Regions from separate parts of the Mus musculus genome. Here all the other regions are linked to region 1. The links are chromatin contacts, called in public Hi-C, HiChIP or PLAC-seq and promoter capture Hi-C maps. All regions are on one chromosome and are shown on one strand. Each heading gives the region's core, a stretch centred on a gene start, on an enhancer-like site or on the middle of the called end of the contact. The rest is flanking DNA. Distances are from core to core; before and after follow the strand shown.

Region 1 (4,093 bases), core at 443-2,942:
TGACCATCAAGAGACTGCCCCACCTGGAGATCCATCCCATAAACAACCACCAAACCCAGACACTATTGCAGATGCCAACAAGATTTTGCTGACAGGAACCTGATAGAGCTGTCTCCGGAGAGGCTCTGCCAGTGCCTGGCAAATACAGAAGTGGATGCTCACAGCCATCCATTGGACAGAGCACAGGGTCCCCAAGGAAGGAGCTAGAGAAAGGACTGAAGGAGCTGGAGGGGTTTGCAGTCCCAAAGGAGGAACAACAATATGAACTAACCAGTACCCCCAGAGCTCCCTGGGACTAAACCACAAATCAAAGAAAACACATGGTGGGACTTGTGTCTCTAGCTGTATATGTAGCAGAGAATGCCCTAGTCGGTCATTAACGGGAGGTAGGGCCTTGGTCCTGTGAAGGTTCTTTGCCCCAGTATAGGGGAATGCCAGGGCCAGGAAGCGGGAGTGGGTGGACTAGTGAGCAGAGGGAGGGAGAGAGGATAGGGGATTTTCGGAGAGGAAACTAGGAAAGGTAAATAAAGAAAATAGCTAATTAAAAAAAACGAAACAGGAGTTGTTTGTGGTCTTGACCAGTACAGTAAAAGAATACTGAAAGTAATACTTTGGACCTAAACAAACTTTTTTCCTAGCAGAAATGTATGAAGGAGGAGACTAAACTTGGATATGCAGCAACTGACAGCATTATTAAACGTTTCAAATATCTTTGACACATGTCGTGCCTGTCATTAGGTAGAGGTTCCTAATCCACAAAGACCTTTCTTGAGTAGGACAAGACAGGCATTGTTTTATCCAGATGTGTCATAATAAGAGTGGTGTCAAAATCTGGGGATGTACAAGCATCGTTGGGTGGTGTGCTAATTAAAGTTCATATTCGTGGTCCCGGTGAGGTAGAGGAGCAGGCTGTTTTGGAGGCAGGGGCAGATGACTGTGAATTTGAGGTCAGCCTAGTCTATACAGCAAGCTCCGGGTTAGCCAGGGCCGGCCACAGTGAGATTCTGTCATAATAATAATAATAATAATAATAATAATAATAATGAGATTCTGTCTCAATAATAATAACACAACATATTCGTGAAGAATATTTTTTTAATTTTTTAAATGCCCCAGGTCCGTATGAAGACCGCAAACAAGTATCTTTCACACACTAAAGCAGACAATTTGCAGCCCTAGAAATTATTTAAATCTTAAGTCACGCCAATGACACTCTCCAGGTCTCTCTCTACGACTCCTTTCCTTCAAAGTGCCTCACCCACCCCGCAAAGTGGAAGAGCAAATAAAAGATCAACCCCTTCACTTCGCTTTCAGTCTGTTAACTGTGGACTCCGTTTCACCACACTCCATTTTCCTCCACCCCGGGGTCGAAGCGCCACCCTTCCCCCACAGCCCCTTCCACGGCCCCGCGGCCCACGCCGCCCTCCGCGCCCCAGGCTCCTCCCGCCCGGTTCCTAGCTCCGAAGCCTCCGGACCTTCTGTCCGCTCCCCCGGCCCCCCGCGGGCCAGACCCCAACACCACACCTTACGGCCGCTCCATGAGTCGCTCCCCCTCCTAGCTGGGGGAGGGGTGGCAGCCGGAGACCCTAAGGCCTGCACTGCATTTTGAAACTGCGAGCAACGGCAGCACCACTTCCGGCCTCTCAAACCCAGCGTTCGCAAGAGCTTCCGGGGAGGCCGGGGGAACCATAGAGCGGACCCTGGAGGACTAGAGAGCTAGAAAGGCTGAAGAATCTACCATTGAGTACACACTAGTCCGGGAAGAGAGCCTCCGGACCTCCGAGGTCAGACAGAGATAGTTTTCTATTTTATTTTACTATTGAGTCAGGGATTCTCTGTGTAGCTCTAGCTGTCCTGGAATTCACTATGTAAACCAGACTGCCTCCCGAGTGCTGAGATTTAAGGCTTGCCACAGCATACCTTGCTTGCATAAAGAGGTTTTGAAAGAAAATAGAGGCTGGTCGTGGTGGCGCACGCTTTTGATCCCAGCACTTGGGAGGCAGAGGCAGGCGGATTTCTGAGTTCGAGGCCAGCCTGGTCTACAAAGTGAGTTCCAGGACAGCCAGAGCTATACAGAGAAACCCTGTCTCGATCGAAAAAAAGCGCCGCAAGACCGGGGGGGGGGGGGGGGGGGGTTAAGCGAAAACCCTGCCACAAGAAGCGAAAGTATGAGCTGGGACGGCCCGCTGCCAACACGAAGATTGGCCCTCGCCGCATACACACAGTCCAAATTCGAGGAGGCAATAAGAAGTACCGTGCCCTGAGATTGGATGTGGGGAACTTTTCCTGGGGCGCTGAGTGTTGTACTCGCAAAACAAGGATCATTGATGTTGTCTACAATGCATCCAACAACGAGCTTGTCCGCACCAAGACCCTAGTGAAGAACTGCATCGTGCTTATTGACAGCACGCTGTACCGACAGTGGTACGAGTCCCACTATGCACTGCCCCTGGGCCGCAAGAAGGGGGCCAAGCTGACTCCTGAGGAGGAAGAGATTTTAAACAAAAAACGATCAAAGAAAATTCAAAAGAAATATGAGGAAAGGAAAAAGAATGCCAAAATCAGCAGCCTCCTGGAGGAGCAGCTCCAGCAGGGCAAGCTTCTCGCCTGTATTGCCTCACGACCAGGCCAGTGTGGCAGAGCAGACGGCTATGTGCTCGAAGGCAAGGAGCTGGAGTTCTATCTGCGGAAGATCAAAGCCCGGAAAGGCAAATGAGCCTCATGCGTAGTGTAATAAAGGTGTCTGCTGTTCTATTAAAAAAAAAAAAAAAAAAAAAGACAACTTCCATATCCCATCTCTAGTCTTCTCATTTCCCTACAAGCTAACCCTTCCTGATCCTTTGACTACTTTTCTTTTTTTTGACATGTCAATGAGCCAGCTTACTCCCTGGTCGTTATTTTCTGGACAAGAATTTGTGTTAAGATGTGGATCCCAGAAAGAGATGTTTTTTGAGACAGGGTGTAGCCCTGGCTGTCTTGGAACTCACTTTGTAGACCAGGCTGGCCTTGAACTCAGAAATCTGCCTGCCTCTGCCTCCGGAGTGCTGGGATTATTAAAAGGCGTGCGCCACCACACCCGGCTACAGATGCATTCTTATACAAAGAAAATGGGACCTGATCTCCCGTACACACATTGTATGCTCCCTACTATATTTTGGTTGGGCGAATTATTTAGTTGGGCTTTTTGGAGGATCATACAAATTCATTATTTCCAATGTAAACATTACCCGTTTTGTTTTGTTCTGTTCTAGACAAGGTCTTACTATATAGCTCTGACTATCCTGGAACTCACTATGTAGACTAGGCTGACCTGGAAACTCAAGAGATCTGCCTGCTTCTGCGTGTCTGCTGCTAGGCATAAAATCTTATTGCCTCTGCTCCCAGCTCCTGTTTATAACCTTTCCCCACTGGAAGATCCAGAGTTCCTTGAAGGAGCTGAGGTGGTGATTCTCTTTCTGAAGTTGCGGACAATGAGCTTAAAGTCAGCAGAGTTTCCTCAGAAGAGAGGTAAGGGCACTTATAGGCAAATACCAGCCAACTATTCCCCTCTCTCCTTTTGCAACCACTTTTGTTTGCTTACATTGCTTTGGTTCTCTTCTGTTTTGGAGACAGGGTCAGTCACATTTTGCAGTCCTGATGGCCTGTAATGTATGATATAATGCAAGCTGTCTGGAATTAGAGTCAGTCCTCTGCCTGCCAAACTCTGGGAGTACAAGCATGACCCACCATGACTGACATAGCATCTTCCAGGCCCACAAGGGCTATATCATGAGACCCACTCTCAAAATAATTAGCCGGGCATGGTGGTGCAAGCCTTTAATCCCAGCACTCAGGAGGCAGAGGCAGGCAGATTTCTGAGTTCGAGGCCAGCCTGGTGTACAAAGTGAGTTCCAGGACAGCTAGAGCTCCTGTCTCGAAAAAGGCAATCTAGAGCAGTGGTTCTCAACCTTCCTAAAACTGTGACCCTTTAATATAGTTCCTCGTGCTGTGGTGCTCCCAAATATAAAACTATTTCATTGCTGCTTCATAACTGTAATTTTGCTACTGTTATAAATCATAATGCAAATATCTGATATGCAGGATATTTGATATG
Region 2 (4,093 bases), core at 1,052-3,551, 1.5 Mb after region 1:
GACATATGCTGCCTCTCTTCATCTATTTGTTTGGAGTTTCAACTCTCCTAAACTTTCCCCTTCTCAGAATGATAAGGGCTAGCTGGAATGTTATTAGCATGTCAGTTTGTACTAGGAAACAGATGGGCATTGTATTCTCTGCATTTAAAACAAAAAATAAAAGTCAAACTATTAGCCAGGCAGTGGTGGCTAACAGTTTTTGTTTGTTTGTCTGTTTGTTTGTTTCATGACAGGGTTTCTCTGCATATCTCTAGCTGTCCTGGAACTCCCTGTGTAGACCAGGCTGCCTCCTGAGTGCTGGGATTAAAGGCCTGTGTCACCACCACCTGGCTTAAAGATGTTTTTCTTTCTTTCTTTCCTTTTCCTTTCCTTTTCCTCTTTCTTTCTTTCTTTCCTTCCTTTCTTTCTTTTCTTTCTTTCTTTCTTTCTTTCTTTCTTTCTTTCTTTCTTTCTTTCTTTCTTTCTTTCTTTCTTTCTTTCTTTCTTTCTTTCTTCTTTCCTTCTTTCTTTCTTTCTTTCTTTCTTTCTTTCTTTCTTTCTTTCTTTCTTTCTTTCTTCTTTCCTTTCTTTCCTTTCTTTTTCATTTTTTTATTTTTATTTTTTTTTGAGACAGGGTTTCTCTGTATAGCCCTGGCGATCCTGGAACTCACTCTGTAGACCAGGATGGTCTTGAACTCAGAAATCTATCTGCCTCTGCCTCCCAAGTGCTAGGATTAAAGGCGTGTGCCACCACTGCCCAGCTTATTTATTTATTTTATGTATGTAAATACACTGTCATTTTACTCTGGCGAGAGGAGAGCATTGGATCCCATTACAGATGGCTGTGAGCCACCATGTGGTTGCTGGGAATTGAACTCAGGACCTTTGGAAGAGCAGCCAGTGTTCTTAACTGCTGAGCCATCTCCCTAGCCCCTAAAGATATTCTTAATATATTCCTGTCTTTACTCAGACTTAGGCCTCAATTAGAACAGGATTCTGTTTCCTTGAGTAAGTTAAGTGAGTGTCGGGTTACTGGGACACAGGCCAGCTCAGGCTCAGAGGTGCCTGCATCCAGTCCTATTCTTGAGTATCTTTTCTGATTGCTCCTCAGCCTTGAGAAGCAAGGCTCCCATGGGCTTTGTCAACGAATTCCATTCTTGGCCTGCATACTCAGGACACAAAAAAGAAATTGTAGTCACGTGGTTTCTGCGCTCCAGTGGCCACAGTATTCTCCAATCTCCTTCATTCTCAGGAATGTTTCCCATCTTAGTTGGCTTTAATATTTTTAAATTAATAAACTTGTTAATTAATATTATTACCCTTTGTTTTTTTAGAGGCAGGGTCTCTCATCAGGATAGCTCTGGCTGTCCTGAAACTGCTTGCTTCTACCTCCAAAGTGGGAAGATTAAAGGGCATATGCCACCACACCAGGCCTAAATTTCTTTTTCTTCCTTCCTTCTCTTTTTCTTTTCTTCTTTTTTTGATTGTGAGCCAAGCCTTTAATGGCTGAGCATTTTTCCAGTCTAATTTCTTCCTTCCTTCCTTCCTTCCTTCCTTCCTTCCTTCCTTCCTTCCTTCCTTCCTTCCTTCCTTTTCTTTCTTTTCTTTTCTTTTTTTTTAAATTATGTGCTTGTGTCTGTGTACACGTTAACACAGTGCCTGTGGGGGCCAGAAGAGGGTGTTGGGTCCCCTAGAACTAGGTTGTGAGCTGCCTGCCATGGGTACTGGAAACTGAACTCATGATCTTTTTTTTTTTTTTTTCTCGAGACAGGGTTTCTCTGTGTAGCCCTGGCTTTCCTGGAACTCACTCTGTAGACTCAGAAATCCGCCTGTCTCTGCCTCCCAAGTGCTGGGATTAAAGGCGTGCACCACCACGCCCGGCTCTCCCCTAATTTTTTGATAATAGTTACAAAAAAACCTTATTCATAATAAGATTAAACTTTCTTCCCTGTTTTCCTTAAGGCTTTTTGTCATGTGAGTGAATCACTTATGAAATTCTGTAAAAAACACCCAGATGAACAGACTTCTCCAAACCATAAACACATGGACAAGTATGCTTAATGGAAAAGGGCTATATAACTACAGTTAAAAGCCCTCAGCACAATAGACATACCTCAGTTCACTTCTGTCCTGCCTGTGACAGTGTTGGGCAGCAGAGAATTCTTTTCTTAACCCTCGAAGGTCAACGCTGTTCTGTAGAAGGCAGAACAAAGGGCAAGAGGAGCTGGAAAGGGAGCAGGTCACTCTAGGAATTAGGGACAGAGCCTGAGGTCTCTGCTGCTTACTCCCCTGAGCTCAGCTCCCTCTGTGATGTTACTATTCTGTCCCAGTCCCCCACCCCTACCCCCACCCCTGACTCATAGCATCAGAGGGGCATAGGTACTGGATACATGTGATGAGTGTGTACTTCATAATCCCTACCTACAAATTATTATTTGCCCTAAAAAAGCAGCAGTGGCTCTCTTTGAACGGAGAAAGAGATGCAGAGACCACCTTGCAGGGAAACAGGAACAGTGCACAGAGAACCGCCACGCCTGCCCCATCACACATCCATTCCGGCGACTCCGCCCAGTCTCTTCCAGTCCCTCAGGGTTCCTTCCTGCCCTCCTACTTCTACTTCCTCTCACCTTCTGAGTTTGTCAGCCTTGCTTTCATCCTCTTTCTTTTGCACGATCTCTTCTCCCTCTCTACTGGGCCTTTGCCATCATGGAAAAAGCAGGTCTGTTATCTTTCTGAGGAAGGAAAGTCAAAAAGGATAATACCTCTCTTGAACTCATGTTTCAAGTTCTGTCCTACTTCTCTGAAATTCTACACAGCAGGTCCTTGGGAGCGTGGACTTTAGCCCACTTTGCGTTCTTTCTCAGCAGATCTACAGTTTTGATTCCGCCTGGAACTGCTTCCTTTCTGACACCCACCTTCCCCGGCTTATCCTTTTCCTGATGCATCAGTGCACATGGTCCTAAAGCTTTCTTATTTTCCTTCTCATTCTCTCTGGCTAATCCCAGCCTTGTGTGTGTGTGTGTGTGTGTGTGTGTGTGTGTGTGCGCGCGCACGCACGCGCGTGTGTCGCTGGATGTAGTGAGTCCTTATCTCAAAACAAAACAAAATGCAAACAAAGAAGAACCCCAAACAAACAAAGCAACTACCTCCAAAGCAAAAATTATAAATCAAAGTCTGGGAGAGATGGCTCAATGGTTAAGAATACTTGCTGGTCCTGCAGAGAGCCCAGGTTTGAGTCATAGAACCCACATGGAGGCTCAAACCAGCCTGCAACTCTAGCTCCAGGGAATCTGATGCTTTCCTCTGACTTTTACATGCATTACACATGCATGTGGTACATACATACATACATACATACATTACAAACAAACATGTAGGCAGAAAATATACATAAGATACTTTAAAAAATTAAAATTATAGATAAAATCTAGTGTGTTAGCATATGCCTGTAATCCTAGCACTTGGGAGTCTAAGGTAGGAAGATCCTGAATTAGACGCCAACATAGACTTCATTAAAAAGACCTGTCAAAAACAGGAAAACAAGCAGGCCTTTAATAATACAGCACTGGGGAGGCAGAGGCAGATCTCTGAATTCAAGGCCAGCCTGATTTACAGAGTTCTAGGACAGTCAGGGCTACACTGAAAAACACCATAATAGGTAGGTAGATAGACGATAGATAGACAGACAGATAGATAGATAGGAAAAGAAAATCCTAAATCAAGTGAGATTCCCTCCTCTTCTTGCCATTCTACGAGGGCCTCTCACTGCAAATAAAAGAAGGTCCTGCCGGGTGTGGTGGCGCACGCCTTTAGTTCCAGCACTTGGGAGGCAGAGGCAGGAGGATTTCTGAGTTTGAGGCCAGCCTGGTCTACAGAGTGAGTTCCAGGACAGCCAGGGCTATACAGAGAAACCCTGTCTCGAAAAAACAAAAAACAAACAACAAAAAAAAAGAAAGTCCTGGTTCCTGGCTATGGCCTGCCTGTGAGGTTTCTTTTTTCTTGGAGGATGGCCTGTAAGGCATATAGGACTCTGGAACATGTGGTTCTTTTAGAATGCTCCTGTGTAGGTTTACCCCATTGCTGCTCCTTCCCTGCCACTGAGCCGGGAGCTCGG
Region 3 (4,093 bases), core at 1,185-3,684, 1.5 Mb before region 1:
AAAATCCTTACCTTTGACCTGAGTATCGTACTCTGCGATGATCTCCTTATCCTTTTTGAATTTGGCTGGAGACGTCATGTTTTCCTTCTTTCTTCCAAATCCGAATTGTGAATTGATAGATCCACGGGAAAAATCCAACCACTGATATCAATGCCTCCAAGGCCACTTCTCCCACAGGCAGAGAAATGCCCCGCGGTGGTATCCAGAGCTCCAGGAGAACACGAGCGGCGGGATGGGCAGCCGGCTACTGCACACACATGCAGACTGTGGGCGCTGAGGCCGGGGGTGGGGAAGTGGGGGGCGGCGGCGGCTGGCTTAAGTACTAAAGCCCTAACCACAACCGCAGCATTAACCAGGAGAACTGCAGCGCCCGGAGGCTGGCCTGGGGTCTGACATCAACGACACAGGCTGGGAGTGGAAGTCCTTCCGCACAACATGGTGTAGGGGATGCGGGGGTGTGGACGCGCCCAGCTGTGTCCCTAGGAGGGAGTGGGTTTGTCTTGGGGTGCCAGAGGAGGGCTAGGCGTTCTTCGCGGGATTGTGTGTGTGTGTGTGTGTGTGTGTGTGTGTGTGTGTGTTACCAGCTCAAAGATTCTGCAAATCAAATCCCAAAAGGGTGCCGCTGCAGCGCAGAGTGGGTCGGAAGTCTTTGCTCCGGTTCACTAGCCTGTAAATGCAAGAAAAGGGGGGAGGGGGCGATCAGTCGGAGGGAAGATCCTAATCGCAACAGGGGTGGGGTCGGGGATGACACTCCAAGTCCAGCTTTGGCCCATTCATCTTGGCCTAACAACGCCCGCTCCGCCCGAAGACCCGGCGTGGCGATCAATGTAGGGAGGAAAAATGTTCCCTCCAGGTTTTAAGGCAGAAAGAGAACACTTTGGAGCAGCCGGCAGCGCGTGCTCCGGGCGGAGACTGCGGCGGGAAAGCTGAGCTGCGGGTGGGGACTGCGGCACCTCGGCGCTTTCCCAACCCTGCTAGCCCAAGAGGGGTCCTCCCGCCTAGCCCGCGACGCGGCCCCTGACCTCCGGCTGGGGCACCTCCCAGACATCTACAGGATCCATACCAGAGGGGACAACCAGATGGGCACAACTTTTCTTCCCCTGCCACCCCTCCTCCCAGTTGTTTTGTTTTTGGTAACTAGCTTCTCCTGGCAGCAAAACCGGGGAGGGGGGTGAGGGGGGTGGAGGGGGGACGCTGCAGGAAGGGCCCGCTCCGCACGGGACATCCAGGAAAACAATGTGGTCGGCAGAAGCAGGAAACGAGCTAGAGGCGAGGGTCTAAACCGGGAAAACCCGGAGATGGGAGGCGGCAGGCGGCGGTAGCCTTCCCCAAGCCAGGTATGAGAGTGACTCTAAATGGCACCCCCCCCCCAGTATTTTTTTTGTCCCCCAAGCCTAGGGATCACAAATACCGCACCCAATCCCAGTCGGGTGGGAGGCATCAGTGAGAGTCGCTCCGGGAGGCGCGAGAGGCGGCGGCAAGGAGGCTGAGGGAAGAGCTCCAATGCTGCGGCGGGCCCCTGCCTCCTAGGCCGCCCTGTCCCCGCCGGCGCACAAGCGGCTCCAGGCAGTGTCGCCTACTCCCGGCGGCTGGAGGAAGGGCCGCGCGCAGGAAGAGCGAGCAGAGGCCGCGCGGTGCGGGAGGACAGGAAGCAGGAGGCGGGCGTGAGGTGGGGTCCTGAGGCAGGAGAGAGCCCGGGCCAGCTCGAGCCGCCCAAGCTTGGACGACCAGAGAGGGCGCCGAGAGGACGGCTTTGGGGGCGAGGCAGTGAGGGAAACCGCGGTGGACCGCTGCAACGTGAAGTGTAGGATGTTGGCAACTTTCGGGACCCGCATGAGGTTTGGGTATCAGAGTGGGTGGAGAAGCCCTGGGAGACAGACTGGAGGGCTGGACGGAGAAAGCACCCTGCAAGCCGTGAGGAACACCCCATCTTTCCGGGTCCTGGGCTGGCAGCCAAGGCTAGGAGACCAGGGACGAGACCAGCGGACCGTTACGGCGAGGCCCCTAGGTGGACCCGGCCAACCGTGTGCAAAGGGGCTGCGGGAGGGCGGTGTCGCCGCGTGAGGACCGTCCTCGGCAGTGCAGGGATGGGCGGAGAGATGAACAGTCCCGAGAAGTATTATGGGCTGCACTGGGGGATTTGGAGGGCCGGGGAGGGCGGTATGAGGACCGCGGGCGGCGACACGGCTAAGGCGGCGCCGAAAGCAGCAGCATCCGCAACGCGTCCACCCGCCCAGTCCCGGTTTGTTCAGTCAGAGCAGCAGCAGCCGGGCGTACGGGGAGGGAAGGGGAGAAGGAGCCTTTACCTGGCTCTGCCGCGACCGGTCCCAGGCCCAAGGTTCCGCTTCCCACTTAGCGTTCTCCTCCCCGCCACCCTCTTCTACGCAGTTCGGCCCCCCAGTTCCCTAAGGAGACTCCGCCAACTCCGCAAGACCCCGCCGGGAAGCTGAACCCACCCCTTTGCCAATCACCGCCCGCCTAATAGCGACTGACGGGGACTATAGCCAATAGGAACAACTGATCCATAGACGCCAGGAGTAGAGGCGGGGCTGACGAAACTTAGAGGTGTGGCGAACACTAGCTGCCTAGGCGCAGTCCTAGAGTGAGCTCCTCCCCGGCCTGTGGAAGCCTAAAGTAAAGCTGATGGGCGGGATAAAATGGAAGCGACAGCCAAACACAAACTCTCAAGAGAAGACGGGACCAATCGGACCGGGAAAGGGAGGAGGGAAGTTCAGCCAATAAATAGTAGAGAACGGCCTGGACCTTAGTGTATCCACCAATAAGAAACTCGGGGTGTGTCTTCCAAGTTCACAGGGGGGAGGGTTTAAGCCGAGCAGATGCTGGCCAATGATCTTAGGGGCTGAGCTAATATTAACCAATCAGAGAGCCGATCTGATATCGGCACCGTTACTGGGGCGTGGCCTCTGAGCTCACGTCAGGAGAAGGCCCTTGGCCTTCCAATGTGGGTCTGGGGCAAATTCTAGTCCTCCCAATCCCTGCTCGGCGCAGGCAATTCAAACTGACAGCGGGTTAGAAAAAGCAGAGAAAGCGGAAGAAAGAGCAAAACCCGGCGTGTTCGCTGACTGACTGCAGCGCGAACTGAGCCTATTCCGAGGCTTCTCCCCTCCACCTCGCTACACCGCTGCTCACTTCGGAGCGACCGCTGTGGAAGAGACCTTACGGGTTACGGGCCGCAAGTGCGAGAGCTCGGCCGGGAGAGGACGCCGAGAGCCGTGGTGCAAGGGAGAAAGCCCACGGGCGAGCTCCGAGAAGAGGGAGCGGGACGGGGCCAGAGCCCGCGTGGAAAGGGCTGAGGGGCGTTGAATCCTACGAAGAAGCCGCGTGGAGCTGAGCAAGAATTGGAGCGCTCTGCGGGCGGAGCTCGCGCTGGGAGTGGTCAGAGAGGCGAGGCTTTAAAGGGAAGAAGCCCGCTGGGAACTGGGAAATCGCCCAATTCCGGAGCCGGGGTCGGAGCTGAAGAGTAGAAGATTCTTGAAGACCAGAGAAAGTTAAACCTGTTGCGGAAGTTTCCCTTCAACTCCACTTGTCTCTCCCCACCTTGAACTCCATTTCCCTTCCCTCCCCAAGTCAAAAGGAAGTAAAATTTGCTCTTCCTACTCAATAAATACTAAGTTTCCCTTTCCACCAGGAAAATAGGACTCTCTTCCCAGTTTTAGAGCGTAGAGAACGAGAGGCCTTCCGTCTTGATTGTTAGCCTGAGGAAATCAAAGTTTCCCCTTTCAAAATTCTGCACCTCTTTCAACGTGGGACGCTATGTCTACCAACAACTGTACTTTCAAAGACCGATGCGTATCCATCCTGTGTTGCAAATTCTGTAAACAAGTTCTCAGCTCTAGGGGAATGAAGGCTGTTTTGCTGGCTGATACTGACATAGACCTTTTCTCTACAGACATCCCTCCTACCAAGTAAGTCTGACGGGTGGCCCTTTAGCTGGACAGTGGATGGCATGGGTCCCTGGGAGTCAAGGTTATCATTTGGTGTTCTAGCCACTCCCACCAGTCTGATGATTCCCTTGGAGTTTATCTAAGTGGGCAGACTGTCTGGACAAAGCCTGTGGTTTGCCCAGCGTGGT
Region 4 (4,093 bases), core at 886-3,385, 1.4 Mb after region 1:
GACCCCCTGACTAATGAATAGAAGGGTCCAGATCCAGTTCTAATTTGGGGTAGGGACTCAGTTTGTGTTTTTTCACGAGATGAAGATGGAGCGCGGTGGCTGCCAGAGAGATTAATTCGTCAGATGAACACAGATTCTGACTCTTCTGGTAAGTATCATTCTAAAGACTAAAATTCCTTTTGTGCTTAAAATTCAGCTGAGAGCAACAGCTCTCAAAGGTGTTCTCCAGCTACTCTCTGAACCAGCTCCCGACAGGAGGCCGGAGACTAGCCTCAGCTTTACAATTTGCATTTGAATAAAGTACCTAGACTTCCCGGAAAGAAGTTCTGCTTTCCTACTTTCTCACTGTCTTTCAAGATTTTGTCTTTCAAGCAGGTAAATCAACATTCCCGAGGCGGACCAGTGGATGTGCATCCCCGCCCCCCTAGAGCACACAGGTGGCAGCTGTTACCCCCAGTCTCAGGACATTTCCAGCATGTGGCTTTCAGTCTGAGTTAAAAATTTAGGTTTACCTAGAGGGCTAGAAGAGTAGATTTTTCTATATTAATAAAGATTGGTTTTTATTTTGATAGACAGGCTTAGCCCCTTAGCTGACCTCTGGCTTTTCACCCTTGCTGTTACTGCAAGGTGTCCTTAGCTCAATAGGCTGTGGAAAAAACAGGGATGAGGAGGAACGACTTCCAGCTCCTATTTTACCCACAAATCGTGGTGTTATTAACGACATAATTCTTGCTTAGGCTTTGCTAATTCTGAGGTTGATAATTCTCCTTTAGGAGCTGCACAGCACTCAGAACTGTGCATACTGGTTTGTGATTGTACAAATTCAGTATGGGCACCGCTTGGTGCAGAGATACTTACTGCAAGGGAAGGTCCGGCTTGACCATTTCTGAGTTTCCTGTGAGATAAACCCGGTTTGAAAGAGGTTGGTACCAAATTTTGGTTAAAAATAAAAAATATTCTCCGGCTCTACCTCGCCTCCCCAAAAGGTACCAAGAGCCACATGTGTGGGTTTTACCCACGGGAGGAATCGGGTCCATGTCCACCCAAGCCAAGGTTAAAAGCCCACTCATCTACGGATGAGAAAATCATTTGATCACCTCAGTTAAGCGTTGCCTTATTTAACTTAATTAATAGGGGGGAGAGAGATTGGAGACGTACTATTGAAAGGGCAAGCCCTTCACTGCCTCCCACCCAAATAAAAAGGCCAATTGGCCTTGTACTACAAGAGCCGGTCACTCCTTCTCCCTGTTTCCCACCTATCATCCAAAAAAGCGGAGAAATATCAACTTAGTGTTATTATAGTGTATTTCACATTTGTTCAGTCAAACTTAGCCAAAGTTCCAACGCCCTACTTAAAATTCAACTAGAAAGTTACCTACCAAGTACTAATTAGCATTATAAAGTCAGAGCCTACAGCTCCAGGCTTTTCAGTTAGTTGTTCACTAAGATAAGAAAGGACAGTCTTAAGCCAGATACAGTTTACCATAAGAAAGGTTATAGAATCCCAGTGAAGCAAGTTTTTTTTTAGCCCTAGATTCCAGGCAGAACTATTGAGCATAGATAATTTTCCCCCCTCAGGCCAGCTTTTTCTTTTTTTTTTAATTTTGTTAATAAAAGGGAGGAGATGTAGTCTCCCCTCCCCCAGCCTGAAACCTGCTTGCTCGGGGTGGAGCTTCCTGCTCATTCGTTCTACCACGCCCACTGCTGGAACCTGAGGAGCCACACACGTGCACCTTTCTACTGGACCCGAGATTATTCGGCGGGAATCGGGTCCCCTCCCCCTTCCTTCATAACTAGTGTCGCAACAATAAAATTTGAGCCTTGATCAGAGTAACTGTCTTGGCTACATTCTTTTCTCTCGCCACCTAGCCCCTCTTCTCTTCCAGGTTTCCAAAATGCCTTTCCAGGCTAGAACCCAGGTTGTGGTCTGCTGGCCGGACACAACAGCTAGGCATTTCAATTGTCTGGCAAAGTAGCCTGTTTGGGGAAGAAAAAAAAAAAAAAAACAAGAACTTTCATCTGAAAGCTTCCTGTTCTATTTTAAGCCTGTGCGTGGCTCAACATTCCACTCTCCGTGAGACTCTCAGACCGGCGAGATTTCTCATCATGCTAATTAGCCTGGCTCCATGTCAGACAAAACTGTCATCCTTTGGGGTAGGTCTAAGTTGCAGAGAGAAGAAAGCTCTCAAAAGGAGGGCCTGAGACGGCCAAGATACCCACGCCCTTGGACCACCTACTCCGCACGGAAGAGGGGGGGGCATAGTCCCCGCTAGTCCTGCCTCAGTCAGGCCCTCCTCCATAGACCACGCCCCGGAGAGCTCCGCCTCCGGGCCCGCCCCGCGGCGCATTGTGGGATCTTTCCGCCCCACCGGAGCGGGACGCACCTCTAGGTCATGGGGATCCAGCCGGTAAGACCCTCGTTCTGTGCCCTGAGCCCGGGGTCACCGCCTCAGCTGGTTCTGGGCAGTCTGCCCCGCGGGGCTGTGCCATACCCACCTTGGATGCTGGAGTCTCGCTGCACGAGCTGCGGGCTGAGTTCACTGCTCCGCTTGCTTCTGAGGTTTTGGCATGCTTTCTCGCTGGAGCTCAGGATCGCTACTCCTGGTCCTCCACCCACACCCTGGCACTTCCTCAGCGTGGCGATCACGCTTCCTCCTCTATCCACAGAGCCCGGTCTTGCTAGCCTCTCTGGGGGTGGGGCTGCTTACTCTGCTCGGCCTGGCTCTGGGTACCTACTTGGTTCGAAGATCCCGCCGGCCGCAGGTTACTCTCCAGGACCCGGATGAGAAGTACCTGCTGCGATTGCTAGACAAGACGGTAAGTTGTGAAGAAGTGGGCTAGGGCAGAGAGTGGATACTTAGTTTGAGGGATAGCATCGAGAGTGGTTGGATTGCTCCAAAAGACTTGGCAGGCCAGACCTGCCTGATGAAACATCTTGTCATCTATCCTCTAGACAGTGAGCCACAACACCAGGAGGTTCCGCTTTGCCTTGCCCACCGCCCACCACATTCTGGGGCTGCCTGTGGGTAAGAAAAAAGGGAGTGGGCTTCTCTACTTGGCATCGTATGAGGGCGAGTCACTTCTTAGGTGGTTTTCCTGCTAAGAAAAACCATTGCCCTTCTGTCAATCCTTCAGCCCATGAGGGACCACTCTTTTAGGGTGTGGCTTCTGTGCCCCTACGCATCTCTAACCTCCAGGCTTCTCTCTTTCCTTAGGACTTATTATAACCCGCCTCCTATCCCAGAAAACACTAATTTTCCATTATGCAAATCCTCTGCTTACCTGCTGCTGCTAAGGCCCTGGCAGTAGGGAGTTTCAAAGGTGGGAGGAGGCAGGAGATACTGCGGAGGGGTCCTCTCAGTGGGACTGCAGCTTATGTGTCTCTCTCCATGGTTCCCAGGTAAGCACGTCTACCTCTCTGCCCGAATTGATGGCAGTCTGGTCATCAGGCCTTACACCCCTGTCACCAGTGATGAAGACCAAGGCTATGTAGATCTTGTCATCAAGGTAAGTATATAGAAAGGAAATCTCCGAGCTGGGGGGATGGCTGGGTTGTTGAGTAAAGCACTTGCCATCCAAGCCTCAGTTTGGACTCATGTAAAAGTTGAAATCTCAGCATGTCTCTACTGGAAAATGGGAAATGGGTATCTGAGAATTATTAGAAACTCAGAGTTTGGGGGGAAGCTAGCCTTTCGAGAACAAGAAAGATGTGTATGCATACATGTGCATACACACGCAGAGACGCCAAAAGAAAAGGAATCCAAAGACTCTGGGATTTTTAGAAGCTTCCTGGATTCCTCTGACAACAGGAAATGATGAGTCCTTTGTGGGTCTAAGGGAAGGGAGAAAAGATTATGGGTGTAATACGCTCTGATTTGGTTTTCATTACATCTCAAATGTGGCATTTTCTTTCTTTCTGCCTCATCAGGTTTATCTGAAAGGTGTGCACCCCAAATTTCCTGAAGGAGGGAAGATGTCTCAATACCTGGATAGCCTGAAGATTGGGGATATGGTGGAGTTCCGGGGGCCGAGCGGGTTGCTCAGTTATGCTGGGAAAGGTGAGTATCTGTCCTTTCCTTCCTACAGTCTCACT
Region 5 (4,093 bases), core at 908-3,407, 1.3 Mb after region 1:
AATTAGACCAGAAAAAGTACGTTATATCTTAAGACCCAGCATCTGGGAGGCAAAGGCAGGCATATCTCCGTGGATTTGAGACCTACAAACCAGACTGGTCTACAAAGCAGTTCCAGGATAGCCAGGGCTGTTACATGAAGAAACCCTATCTCAAGGAAAAAAAAAAAAAAAAAGAAGAAAGAAAGAAAAGAAAGGAGAAGGAAAGAAAAGAAGCGAAGAGAAGAGAATATTGTCTTGAAAAGCCAAGATGGTTTAGAAGTTGTTGCCCTTGCAAAAGACCTGGGTGTGGTGGGTCTCAGAACCCAAATCAGAGTTCACAACCATCCATCCAACCATCCAACTCACAGCTCCAGTGACAGATCTAACGACCCCTTCTGACCTGAGGGTGCCAGGCATACAAGTGAAGCACACACATACATGCAGACACTCATATTCAGTTCCTCAAAAAAAAAAAAAAAAAGTAAATAAACAAAACTTAAAACGTTAAGTCGGAAATTTTCTGGAAAATGTGTACACACACGCACACACATATAATATGTATGTATACATCCCTAACAGAATTTTAAAAAGTGTAACTAATGTTGCTGTTAATTTTTGTATCATGGAAAAGAAGGTTATGGGGCTGGAGAGAAAGCTCAGCAATTAAGAGCACTGATTGCTCTTCCAGAGGTCCTGAGTTCAATTCCCAGCAACCACATGGTGGCTCACAATCATCTGTAATGGGATCTGATGACCTCTTCTGGTGTGTCTGAAGACAGCAATGGTGTACTCACACAGACTAAATAAATCTTTAAAAAAAAAAAAAAAAGGTTATCACCGACAATCACTAGTTCCTTGTAGATCTCCCCTCACATTGAAGAGCGACAGCATCCATCACCACAGACAGAGCTCAGTGCTCAGGAAAGCAACCCGTACCTTTATGTCTCTTGCTCTTCTTTTTTCTGGAGACTGATCTTTCCTGAGTGCTTTCTTCCTGGGCATCCATCTCATCACTGCTGTCCAGGATGTCACATGGCTCACCCACCCCGGAAAGAGCCTCCTCGGCAGGAACCTGGGACGCTTCCAAGCCACAAAGAGATTTTACTAGGAGGAAACAAGGAGAGAATGAAACGCACTTGGTCCCATCTGCAAAAATCTTGAAAGCAAGACAAACATAACAAAAAAAAAAACAAAAAACCCAATATGCCAAAGAAATGGAAGTCAACTGCATGGTAAAATATGCACAAACTACCAAAAAAAAAAAGGGGGGGGGGACTGGTATCAAGGAGTGGCAGTGGAAATTAACGAGTACAAAAAGTTGTGTGGGATTTTGTTCTTGTTTTGGTTTGGTGGTTCTTCTGAGACAGGACCTCACACTTGCTAGGTAAACCAGGCTAGCCTTAAACTCACAGAGATCCACCTGTCTCTGCCTCCCCAATGCTGAGATTAAAGGAATGCCCACCGCAGCTGGTCACAAAGTTGGTTTTAACTCAAAGAGGAAACAAAACCATTTCGGCTCCGGAACCTGCTGATCCTGGCTACACACACCCATCCCATCCAGGATACGAAACGAGAAAGTAAACAGTGGGAAGAGCAAACACGTTCATGACCCAAAGGTCAGTAGAAAAAACACCGGGACGCAATTCCAGGTAAATACAACACCCAATGCTGTCTCTTAAAAGCTTGGGCCTAAAAAGACCCACGAAAGCCTACCTTCCTGCTGAATAGCGTTGGCCACGGCTTTCTTGACCCGTCCAGACCTCACCACCGCCGGATCCGAGTTGGCATAGTCCGCCACGGTCACTGAAACAGAGCAAAGCGCCAAGGCCTCCTCAGACTCGAGGCAAAGTCTCCGCCACCGCTCCCCGCCGGGTCCCGCCGCGCCCGCCCCGGCCGCCCAGCCCGCCTTGGCCGCCCAGCCCGGCCCCGCCCCTCGCCCACCTCGGCCCGAGCAGGCGTCGTGGGCCCGGAACTTGAGCCGCTTTCCTCTCTTGGGCATGGTGACGGTGTCCCGATGAGGCCCGCCTAGCTGGCCGGAGCCCCGGGCCATGTCTCGGCCCCGAGAGCCGGCTCCCGGAGCCGCAGAGCACCTCCACCCGGCTCTGCGGCCATCCCCGCACCGAGGCCGCGGCTATCGCGAGGACTTCGGCGAGGGCTCTGGGTCCCGTTGATTGCCGACGCCCCTCTCGGGGAGCCAATCGCCTCCGGGGCCCGGTGACGTCATCACCCGGCGCCCTCAGCCGCAGCGGAGGCCAGGTTCCCAAAGCGGAGCGGGCTGTAGGACGGGGAGTGCGTTGTCACCGTCTTCATCACCGTCTTCTCTGGGGCGTTTGGTCCTCCAGACCGCGTTCTTTAGAACTAATAATTTACATCGTGGTCCACTTCAGCATCTAGATTGCATATATCTTGTTTTCGTCATTCTCTCTTTCCCACTTACGTCAAGTAACCTGAACGTAAATATCAAAGCGGTCGCTATAATTTTGCTTACAAAGGCTTTGAAATTCTCTCTGCAGATCAGTGGCTAACTCCTGTAATCCCAACACAGAGAAAGGATCAGAAGGTGAGAGTCATCCTCGGTTCGTAGCCAGCTGGGCTACAAGAGATGCTGCCTGAAAAATGAGTAAATGTCTGAATTCTCAAAGTAGAAGAGATTCTTAAAAGGTTTCCCATCACCATCATCCGAGCAAATTCTAGAAGGATAGATGAGAACATATAATTCCTTTGTATTAAAAGAGAAGTCCCGTGTTGTGTCTTTTTTTCTTCTAATTCCCTTTCAGCTCCCAAAGTGTTAACAGTCCCTGGCTTAAGAAACAGTCCTTTTGACCCAGGCAACCCAACTGGCTAGATCTACTCAGAGAGTGCCCTATAAGACACCTCAAAGGGGTCTCCATTTTATTCTACCTAGTACTGTGCACAGAAGTTCATAAAGAGCAAACCACATAACTTACTAGAATTATGAAACAGTCTACCACCAGGGATCATAGAATAAGGCTTGGATCACTTGGGAATGATAACTGAAACAACATAATTGGTTATAATCATGCTCTAATTTATCTAGAATTATAACAGGAAGCAAAGGTCTAACAGCCTATAATTGTTCTAAATAATTTTCCATGTATACATAATTAATGTCTGTAGTTGAGTTCAAAATACAGCTGGTCAGCACAGAGCCTTCTCATCTCACGTTACCAGTAAAAATTTAATGAGGCTTTCATGCATGTAGATCTCTGCTCATGTGACACTCTTTAATACTCACACCCAGGAGTCCAAAGGGAATCAAAGATGCAAGAGACTCAGGCCCTATTAATAAACCACTAACTGCTTTAAAAACATAAGGATTTTAGCTGAAATGTTCTCTCATTTTAATCCTTTGGAATGAAAAACATGCTAGTTACACCAAAAAAATTTCTCTTTCAAATTTTGATTGAAAAAAATCTTAAACAAGATTTCTTGGAGTATTTAGCCAATTTAGAGGAACAAAGAACCCATACGTCTTTTATTCCTCATTTCAATAAAAAGTAACAAGTGGAGGCCTAGGAAATGCTTACTCTAGAAAGTGCTTGCCAAAAAAAAAAAAAAAAATGCTTGGCAAGACTTTATCATCTCTCAACCTCCACATAAAAGTCAAGAGTTGTGGGGTTAGAATGGTGGCGATGGGGACTCACTGGGGATGTGGGCACAGGCTATTCCCTAGGGCTCACTGGCCAGCGCACACACACACACACACACACACACACACACACACACACACTTGAGCAACGAACTTTCAATTGGTTGCATTAATGATCAGACCCAATTTTACAGGTTCTTTCTCAAAAGATAAACAGAAAAGTTACCTAATTTACCATTGTATTTAAATAGAAGTTATTTAACCTAACTAACGGGAGAAATTGGTCTTTCTCAAACAAGTGGGAAATGTAAGGACAATATGTGAATAGTGAAAGAATTAATATGTCCACTATACTCCTGCATTACATTGTAACTTTACTTTGTGCTAATAGTAAATATTATCGTGTGTGTTTGTTTTAAGAGCCTTTCTTTAAAGCCTATCCTGGTTTTTATGGAATCTTTGGTCAGTGCAACATCCTATTGGAGACAATCCAGTAACATGAAA
Region 6 (4,093 bases), core at 1,026-3,525, 1.3 Mb after region 1:
TCAGTGAGCTAGCAGGCCAGAGAGGGGACAGATGGTGACTTATGTGGTTGCAATACACACTTGTCTCTCCCTCTGACCCCAGTCCCTCCCTCCATTTCTTCCAATTCCTTAAGTGGAACCCAGACTCTGGGGCTGGTTTTGCTCTCTCAGTCTTTCTCAGTCCTCACTCCCAGTGCACACATTTGCACAAGCACACATATGCACACTATGAATGTATTGTACACACACACCTCTATACTGCTCGGCCAGTATAGCCCACCATGTTCTTAGAACAAATCCTTTACCAACTTAACATAGTACAGCTCTTGGAGGCCCACGGAGAGCATTTCAGCCGTAACAAAGCCTCAGTTAACTTCCCTGCACCTTAAAACCCCGTTGGCACCCAGTCCCCTGGCCCTCCTGAGCTTCACCCCTGCCTCATCAGCAGCACAGTCCAACTAATCACCCTCTCCCCAGCTCTTGCTCTGCTATCCTCAGAGGCTCAGAAAGGACCCACAGCAAATCCTCCTCACTCTTTCCAATTCTAAGGTTTCAGTCATCACTCAGAGAGGACCCACGAGCCTGACTGCCGGCCCTACTCCGTTCCTCCAATCCTTCCTTCACAGGCCAGCTGCTGGGACAGAGCTCATATACTGACATCATATACATGCTCAACATGACATGCCCAACGGCACAGGCCCAAAGCATCCGATGAAAACTCCCCTCACACCACGCTCCTGCAGCCACTCATTTCTGGAGAGGGTGTCTTCACTGCACAGTGTCTAGGGCCCCCAAAGCCCCCCAACCCAATGTGCTATCCCTCGTCTCATTACTTTGGGACATCATTTATCTTGAGAAGCCTCCTCAAATCTTAGCCCCAAATCTAAGAAAATAGCCAATATAAACCATTCAAGCTGTCATTTTTACTAAAGACTATCTGGCCAGTTAACAGAGGTGTGGATTCTGTGGGTTAAGATCCGGTTGGCTTTTTTGTTTTGTTTTGTTTCTGCCATTCCACTAACAGGATAACTAAAATGTATATAGGGGAATGTGTGCCTATTTCGGGTACCATCTACCTGCTCCATGGCCTTTAACAGCTTTTGGATAGGCAAGTATCTATCTCTCTAGTATGGTGTCTGGCATGTAGTAGGTGCCCAATAAATGTTTACTCAATATTGAATAAAGTACTAAGAGCCAATTCCAACAAGTCTGGAAAGGACTGCAGGGAGTCCCTGAAACCTGGCTCCTGGAACAGCCTTCTTAAGCTCACACCAGGAGGGACTCATCAGGCTAAGCACAGCCCCCTTAACCACTTGCTCTCCACGAACAAGTACTGAGGAGCTGCCTCAACTCTCCTCCTCTCCAACACATCTCTCCTCAAAGGTGACATCAGCACCTAGTGGCACTTAGTGCTAGATCCCTCCTCCTTCTCAGAGAAACCACCTACAACATATTTCCAAGTCCTCCAGGCCAACCTCCCTTCCTACCAATCATAAAACCCTCAACACCCGTGCTGGGAAATACCCCTACTGTGTTCACTAATCAACCCTATCATTCCCACCCCCACCCCAGTTCAGTAATCTCTATTACGAACCTCTTTTCCTGTTGCGCCCACCCTCATCCCCACCCCCAACCAGGCCCTCGGCTGGCCATTCCTTCCACCCCACCGCCCCAGCACTGCGGAGATGGGGGCATCTCTGGTACAGCCTGACAGTTGAAGGAATGCAGAGCTGGCGATAGTAACCAAGGGCGAAAAGAGGCATGCGGGAAGGAGGAAGACCCCCGGGAAGATCGAAGACTTCAGCCTCTCACCAGCGCTCGCCCAAAGAAGCAGAGTTGGCCCCCAAGCCCAGAGGCGCTTTTGCTCTGACTCTCCTGGAGAGGATGAGGGGGCGCAGTCCACCCGGCTGCCCCCTCCCAGAGAGAGGATGGAGCTGAGGGCGAACTCCACGCCCTCCCTGCAAAACGGGCATCGACCCCCATCCTCATCCCCAAGGGCACAGGGCACAGCAAAGGCGAGGGGCAACGAATTCCGCGCCCCGCAGAGATACATCCAGACCAGAAGAGGCTGTTTCCCAAGGCGCACTAACAGAGACTCCTCCTCAAACTGTTCAGGGGAGCTGGAGCTGGGAAAAGGGGTATCCTTCCCCGCGGAGTGGCTGTGGGTGCTCACCTGCGTGGAATCGCCGAAGGCCCAGCGGTAGCAGGGCGCCGCCCCCGACCTCGGCAGCGCGAGGCGTCCTAGAGGCAAGCCTGCAAAGGTAGCTGCAGCCTCCACCGCCCAGTACCGTGGCCTCAAGGACCCGCCCCCTTCCTCCGCGGATACCCTGGCCCCACCCCTAAGGGCGGGGCCTGGCCATATCCCCCGAGGCCACGCCCCCACGCCCGGGCGCTCCCCAGCCCTGGTTCGCACGTGACAAGGGCGCTGCTTTGATGCTGTGCGCCATCTTGGTCGAGCCTGAGAGGGCAGGGCAAGCATTTAATCTGGTAGATGTTCTGGCCCTAAAACTTGGAATGCAGAGCACATCCCTCTTTTCCTCTGTTGAACTCACCTTCCTAAGTCTAGTCTGTTCCCTAAATGGCCAGTCGTCTGTCGCCCTTCACACCTGTTCTCGCTCACATATTTTTAAGTGGAGAAACTGGAAACCCAGATACTCTTGTATTGTAGTATGTGCCTCAGTGAATTGTGACTTGCTTTTGGGCATGTGACTGCCCTAACGCTGTTACTACAAAATGAAGTGTTTGTCTGATACATACATCCTATGAAAACATGCTCAAATGCCAAAATTCTGACAAATTTTAGCTAAACCGATTTTCCTGAATTGTTCCCTTTCCCTGCCCCCGTGGCTATTAATGTATCTTTTCCATCTGGTTTGTGAAATTTCATTTCAGTGCCTACTCAAATCCTTCACAGATACCCCATAAGCACTGTTATGAGTGTGAAGAACTGTTTTGGGTTTGGTTTTTTTTTTTTTTTTTTTTTTTTCTCCCTTTTTAGGTTTTTAAGACAGGGTTTTTCTGTGCAGCCCTGGCTGTTCCGGAACTATGTAGACCAGGCTGGCCTCCATCTCCTAGATTCACCTGCTTCTGCAGGCTGCCTGTGCTGCCACCACCCAGCAGCAGTGAACTGTTCTATATACAATGTGCACATAGGCAGTTACAGATATATACACATCTTGCAACAGTGTCCTATAAAGGCTGAAGCTGAGGTCAGTTAACATAGCCTTTCATTCCCTCTCTCCCAATATATCCAATTTTCCTTTCATCTTTAGAAAATGGCAAGGAAATTAATTCTGATAGGGGTTGAGAGGAGCTGAATCTGTTATTTGTCTGACACTCTGAACAAGAATATATACATCAAGAAGTGAAAAACATTAGTCAGTTTTTAAACCCAGAGCCTACCAAGTTTCAGTCGTTCTCTAGGTGGACTAGTTTTTACAAAAAGGCAATCCTTGACTCTTCACACCCTTCCATTAACAAAACATGAATAATGCCAGAAAAGGCAACTCAGCCAATGCTGAGGAGACTGCAGCCATGGTAACCATGAAGAACCATTTTACCAAGTGTTGGCAATGTGCTAAGACCACAGCAGAGGCAGCAGGAACTTCAAAGGGAGGCTATAGCATCTATCATCATACCATGGAGTTTGACATAAAAACTCACAAGTTGAGCCAGAAAACAATTAAGCCACATTTATTTCACCCACTCAGGGTAAACCTAAATGGGAGACACACAATCCACAAGGACAACTTCCCCTGCTCCATGGCATCTTTTGTTCAGGGAACTCCAGACTCTGTGCTTCTTTTCTTCTGCCTCTAGGCAGCTTCTGACTGCAGAGATCTGTGGAGGCTTACTGTCCTAGGGTTTTTGTTTGCTTTGTTAATTAAGTACCCAAATTCTGGTGGTTCTTTTTATTGACCCAGGCTCACTATCTGTTCAACCAGTGACAGCATGCCCCTCAGTGTGGGTACGGCTGCTGTCAGCAGCAGCATTAAACAGATGCTTAAGAATGGTCTTTAAATAGCATGGGGTGGGGAAAGATAAAAACCAACATACTCATTTAGCAATTTAGCTCACAAAAGTATCCACCCCACAATATTTTTATGTTTAAAGA
Region 7 (4,093 bases), core at 1,163-3,662, 1.1 Mb after region 1:
AAGCAAGCTCTTCAGGCCCCCAAGGGTAGACTCAGAAACGAGACACGGCTTCAAGAGACTGCTTAGAACAGAAGGGACAGGAGAGGCCTTTCAGTCTGCCCCTGATCTCAGCCGAAAAACAAAAGAGAAGATTAGGCAATGTAGTATTATTTAAGATCAGGCTTGAATGCCCCTGAGTAAGAGAGGGACCAGGCATACAGGCATCCCAGCTGGGACGGTAACCCAGAGCAGACCCTGACCCCTCTCATTCACAGTTGCTAACCTTGCTCCCTTCCACCACCTCCTGGGGGGATCAGCCAAGAATCCCCTTTTACCTTGGCTAGGCCAATCCCCAACCCATTCCCCTAGGCAAACACTGGCTCACAGATGCAATCAAGAACAGTTCTCTCCAAAGGCACCTGGGGAGGCCACTTCCAAGCAGCTCCCTTTAAAGAATTGTTTTTCTTTTTCTTTTTTTTTTAAAAAAAATCTTTTGGTTTTTTTCCTCTTTTCTTAAAAAAAAAAAAAAAAAACATGTATAAATAGCTCTTCATTTTAAAAATACAGTTCCCCAGGTTGAGGTATACGGTGGCCTGTTGTCAGGGCAGCATGAGAACAGTAGAGTGCCAGGGTCGGGTGGCTCCTATCTAGCTGGAGACGGCCATCACATAGTTCTTCGAGGGGCTGCTCCTGCCCAGCATCATCTGGTTCTTGCAGGTGAGGAGCCCATAGGAGGCAGCCACCGGGGCCTCCTCATACAGGACACAGATGGAGCCATCCTCCCCGATGCGGTAAGACACTTCATAGGGATCAACCCACAGGGTCAGCTCACTGGGCAGCAGCCGGTGCAGCTGGGGCTGGCTGAGTCCAATCTGGCTGGCCACCTTGCTGATGATGGGGTCCATCTTGTGGTTGATACGGATACAGCGATAGCCAGAACCTTTGGATGGTTTTTCTGGAAACCAGTGGTGTTTGTAATGATCTGTGGAAAAAAACAAGAGGAAGATGCGCCGTTAGAAAGCATTCTCTGATGTTTACCACAAGGGGAGGATGAGGGGAGAGGGCTGGGGAGGAGACTTCCTCTTCTCAGCGACAGTATTTAAGAGCCTCTCCTTAAACTCCCCCTGCCACTTAGAAAGATTCCTGGGTCCTTTCCAAGTTTTTGTACACTGGAAAGCAGCCCCAGAGCTTTCAGGTAGATGCTCTATGGTGGTCATGGATATTTTTGGCACAATCCTGTTTAAGGCAGGAAGGGCTAGCAAGAACCGGCAGGGCCTCTGACGACCAAGGCACTGAAATTTCAAAGCCGGTAGGTAAGCGGCCAATGTTGTTGGTTGCCCAACAAGTCACAAGGCCTCTCATCCCTTCCGCATCAGAAGAGTTTTGAGATCTTTAGCAAAGGTAAGGGGATAAAAAATGGTTTTGTTTTGATGAAACAGCTGTTGGTCCTCAGATCTGTGCCAACATGTTGAGAGATGGCTATCGCAGCCCAAGGCAACCAACCAGTTATAACAGCTGCGGACAGAGGCTAAAGGGTGGCTTATCACTCCTCCACCTCCGTCCCTCACACCCTGCCTCCATAACACACACACCCCCTCCCCGCCCTCGCAGTTGGCTAGGCTACCAGGCTCTTTTCTGTACTACAATAGGTGGCAGATGGTGAAGAGGGACCAAAAAAGAAAAAATACAAAGGGGGCCCAGATTACAACTTGCAGCGGGTAAACACGCGGCAGAATGGGCCTGTATGATGACAGGCTCAGGACTATACAGCAACAGTGGCTAGGACTCAAGAGTTGTCTAGAAAGTTCAATTGCGCATAAAAGTCGCACAGCTTGGCCTGGCTTCACATCCCCTGAGGGTCTGTTGTTCTCCAAGATTCGGAGATAAGGGTGAGCTCGGACTCTGAATACACACACACACTGACTTTTCTCATGGTGTTGTCAGGGTCTCAGAATGTACTCAAGGAAGAGGGTCGGAGCCTCGGGAGCGAGGCGGGGACTGGAGGGCTGGGAGACGGGGACTTAACCGAAGGGACAGAGGACCATCAGTGGCCTCAGAGATTAATTAGAGAAAGACATCTGAGACCCGGAGTTGTTCGCGTAGGGGTCCCCGTCACAGAACAGTGATAAAGACACCCCAGGCAAGAAGTGGCCGCGCCCGAGTGGTTCCAAGACCCCGACGTGTGCTCACCGGTCAGTGCGTCCTGGAGCGCCCTACTGAAAACCTTGAGTCTCTGCTCGCTCACGCAGCCCCGAGTCCTCAGGAGACTGGAGAGGAAACCCACGGCGGCGGCGATCTCCGGGAGCATGTCGGTTCTCTTCCCGTGGCTCATACCGGTGGCTGAGGAAGTAGCTGTATTAGAACGATGATGACGGTCTGGCCACCTCTCGGGCTCTGCCCGGACTTTCCCCGGGCTGCGCCTTTCATACCACTCGGGGAGGCGGGGAGCCGTCGGTGGCGCCCATTGGCCGACGCTGGCGGATGGGGGCGTGCCCCTCCGGTGTCTCGCCTCTCCCCTCCGCCTGCGCCCGCCCCTCTCCGCCCCGCCCGCCAGCTCGCCCGCGCCTCCCAGGCGCTGAGGTCATCGCTCACTGACGTCATTATTGGGAACAAGCACCGGACTCCCGTGCTGTGGGAGGCAGGCGGGAGAGGGCCTTGGACCTGGGCAGAGGAAGCGCGCTACACCGGGCATGCCCGGACGTCGTCTCTGCACAGCGCCAAAACCCAGGTTGCCTGCTGCCTCCTCCAGGATGCCCTCGCCGATGTTATTTCTCCCATGTCTCCTGACAGACACTGACAGAGCCGTTCACCCCCCTACCTGAACATCTCTGCCACTCATCCCCCCAGCTGATCAAAACGGGTTCCTCGTGTTTTCAGCAATGGGGATTGTATTCTTTTTGCTTCCATAATAATTCCACCTCCCCCAACAAATTCTGCTCTTCCTCTTCTGTAATTGCCTAAAAGTAATCAGCTCTCACTGTTTGGTGGGAGGAGTGTCGAGGAGAGTATTTTCTGTCCGTAGGGTTATTTTTCCAGCACTCACTTTCCTTTAAATGGCAGTGTCTGTGTGTGTGTGTGTGTGTGTGTGTGTGTGTGTGTGTGTGTGTGTGTGTGTGTGTGTGTTTAAGTAATCTGGTGTGAATTGTACAAAGTTTTCCATCAGTTCCCTGCCCCTCCCTCTTCCCTGATTGTTTTCCTTCCTTTTTGTGCACTGAGGCTTTTGTAAACACTAGCTCCCCAGAGGAAAGGCTTCAGGTCTGGCTTGTCTACACGCAGGGGCTCAGGGACTGGTGCCAGGAAGCTAGGCAGACTACTGAGTGGGGCAACTTGTCACCCACATCTCTGAGCCCTGCACAGGATGGGGCCTGAATTTAGCGCCATGGCTTGTGTAAAATCCTGTTTTCCCTGAGTTCTAAGCCAGGCTTCTCTCCCTGTATCCCTGGTCTGAGCCACCAGCTTCCCTACCTGGATCCTCTGTATCCACCCTACCCCATTTCCCTCTTCCCTTTTCTCTCCACTGTCTGTTTTGCTGCTTGTTTTTCTTCAGTGGACTTCCCATCAATACTTCTGTCCCTTTTCCCACATGCTCTATCCCTCCCTCTAAATGTCTAGTGCTCCCTCTAAAGCTACCTCCCTCCCTGTTCCCCCTTTCAGACAAAGCTACTGATCACTGTCCCTATAGCACCCAGACCCTCTTTTTGCTTCCTCAGACCTGGTCCCAAGACTGTTGGCTTCTTCATCCCTAAATAATCTCAGTGGGTTCCTTCCCCTCCCATGCCCAAAGCACCTTCCCGGAAAGAGTCTTTTTCTAAAGTGTCCATCTGCTTGCTCTTGCCTTGCTCAAACCATCTGAGACAACCCCTCCCCCCCTTGCCAGGTTGCCTGGACTCATTTGCCTGACCAGCAAGACATTTCATCATTTTCTACAAACGACCTACCTTTGTAGGTTCCTACCACTTTGTACTATAGGGTCCCTTTCGTCACTGTCAGAAGACAGTATCACGACAGCTCTGCCATCTGGGTCACAGAATTTCCCCCACTATTCACTTGTCTATAACATGGCCCTTATCTCACACACCATGGCTGTGTCTTTAACTCGGAGTACCTTCCTACC

Evidence for each region. Promoter capture Hi-C pulls out the DNA fragments that hold promoters and counts their contacts. A called contact is a pair of places that touch in the nucleus more often than the background predicts. HiChIP or PLAC-seq counts read pairs in DNA pulled down with a chosen protein or histone mark.
Region 2: a contact with region 1 is called in an H3K27ac HiChIP or PLAC-seq map of embryonic stem cells, with 6 times the contacts expected there. The contact joins the promoter of Mgat4e here to the promoter of Mdm4 in region 1. A contact is called at or near these places in 1 of 39 promoter capture datasets (liver) and 1 of 115 datasets of contacts at active chromatin or transcription factors (embryonic stem cells).
Region 3: a contact with region 1 is called in a promoter capture Hi-C map of erythroid cells, with 9 times the contacts expected there. The contact joins the promoter of Srgap2 here to the promoter of Mdm4 in region 1. A contact is called at or near these places in 1 of 39 promoter capture datasets (erythroid cells) and 1 of 115 datasets of contacts at active chromatin or transcription factors (pancreatic cancer cells).
Region 4: a contact with region 1 is called in a Hi-C map of B cells, with 6 read pairs. The contact joins the promoter of Cyb5r1 here to the promoter of Mdm4 in region 1. A contact is called at or near these places in 1 of 39 promoter capture datasets (liver), 3 of 484 Hi-C or Micro-C datasets (B cells and the G1E-ER4 cell line) and 2 of 115 datasets of contacts at active chromatin or transcription factors (astrocytes and thymic regulatory T cells).
Region 5: a contact with region 1 is called in a promoter capture Hi-C map of pre-B cells, with 4 times the contacts expected there. The contact joins the promoter of Tmem183a here to the promoter of Mdm4 in region 1. A contact is called at or near these places in 2 of 39 promoter capture datasets (embryonic stem cells and pre-B cells).
Region 6: a contact with region 1 is called in an H3K4me3 HiChIP or PLAC-seq map of stem cell-derived neural progenitor cells, with 6 times the contacts expected there. The contact joins the promoter of Ppfia4 here to the promoter of Mdm4 in region 1. A contact is called at or near these places in 1 of 39 promoter capture datasets (embryonic stem cells) and 1 of 115 datasets of contacts at active chromatin or transcription factors (stem cell-derived neural progenitor cells).
Region 7: a contact with region 1 is called in a Hi-C map of B cells, with 8 read pairs. The contact joins the promoter of Btg2 here to the promoter of Mdm4 in region 1. A contact is called at or near these places in 3 of 484 Hi-C or Micro-C datasets (B cells, the G1E-ER4 cell line and regulatory T cells), 6 of 115 datasets of contacts at active chromatin or transcription factors (astrocytes, double positive thymocytes, embryonic forebrain and 3 more) and 2 of 9 other capture datasets (adipose tissue and liver).

The regions. Positions count from the first base shown.
Region 1 is chr1:133,023,724-133,027,816 of GRCm38.p6, forward strand. It overlaps Mdm4 (transformed mouse 3T3 cell double minute 4), which reads right to left and starts at 1,693. Exons shown (of 11, transcript NM_001302801.1): 1 at 1,525-1,693. It overlaps Gm41953 (a long non-coding RNA gene), which reads left to right and starts at 3,010. Exons shown (of 3, transcript XR_878532.1): 1 at 3,010-3,507. It also overlaps the pseudogene Gm29257.
Region 2 is chr1:134,547,381-134,551,473 of GRCm38.p6, forward strand. Mgat4e (MGAT4 family, member E) reads right to left here and starts at 2,302. Exons shown (of 3, transcript NM_001145300.2): 1 at 2,093-2,302. It overlaps Gm46160 (a long non-coding RNA gene), which reads left to right. Exons shown (of 3, transcript XR_001779459.2): 3 at 1-160.
Region 3 is chr1:131,524,927-131,529,019 of GRCm38.p6, forward strand. It overlaps Srgap2 (SLIT-ROBO Rho GTPase activating protein 2), which reads right to left and starts at 2,435. Exons shown (of 23, transcript NM_001081011.2): 1 at 2,307-2,435; 2 at 12-667. The coding sequence starts at 78. Fam72a (family with sequence similarity 72, member A) reads left to right here and starts at 2,977. Exons shown (of 4, transcript NM_175382.4): 1 at 2,977-3,926. The coding sequence starts at 3,775.
Region 4 is chr1:134,403,646-134,407,738 of GRCm38.p6, forward strand. Cyb5r1 (cytochrome b5 reductase 1) reads left to right here and starts at 2,136. Exons shown (of 9, transcript NM_028057.3): 1 at 2,136-2,408; 2 at 2,668-2,817; 3 at 2,954-3,026; 4 at 3,401-3,507; 5 at 3,929-4,058. The coding sequence starts at 2,394.
Region 5 is chr1:134,359,842-134,363,934 of GRCm38.p6, forward strand. It overlaps Tmem183a (transmembrane protein 183A), which reads right to left and starts at 2,158. Exons shown (of 8, transcript NM_020588.2): 1 at 1,921-2,158; 2 at 1,693-1,782; 3 at 916-1,083. The coding sequence starts at 2,029.
Region 6 is chr1:134,342,441-134,346,533 of GRCm38.p6, forward strand. It overlaps Ppfia4 (protein tyrosine phosphatase, receptor type, f polypeptide (PTPRF), interacting protein (liprin), alpha 4), which reads right to left and starts at 2,276. Exons shown (of 29, transcript NM_001374777.1): 1 at 2,153-2,276. It overlaps Tmem183a (transmembrane protein 183A), which reads right to left. Exons shown (of 8, transcript NM_020588.2): 8 at 3,657-4,093.
Region 7 is chr1:134,076,743-134,080,835 of GRCm38.p6, forward strand. It overlaps Btg2 (BTG anti-proliferation factor 2), which reads right to left and starts at 2,413. Exons shown (of 2, transcript NM_007570.2): 1 at 2,170-2,413; 2 at 1-961. The coding sequence starts at 2,311. The coding sequence ends at 627.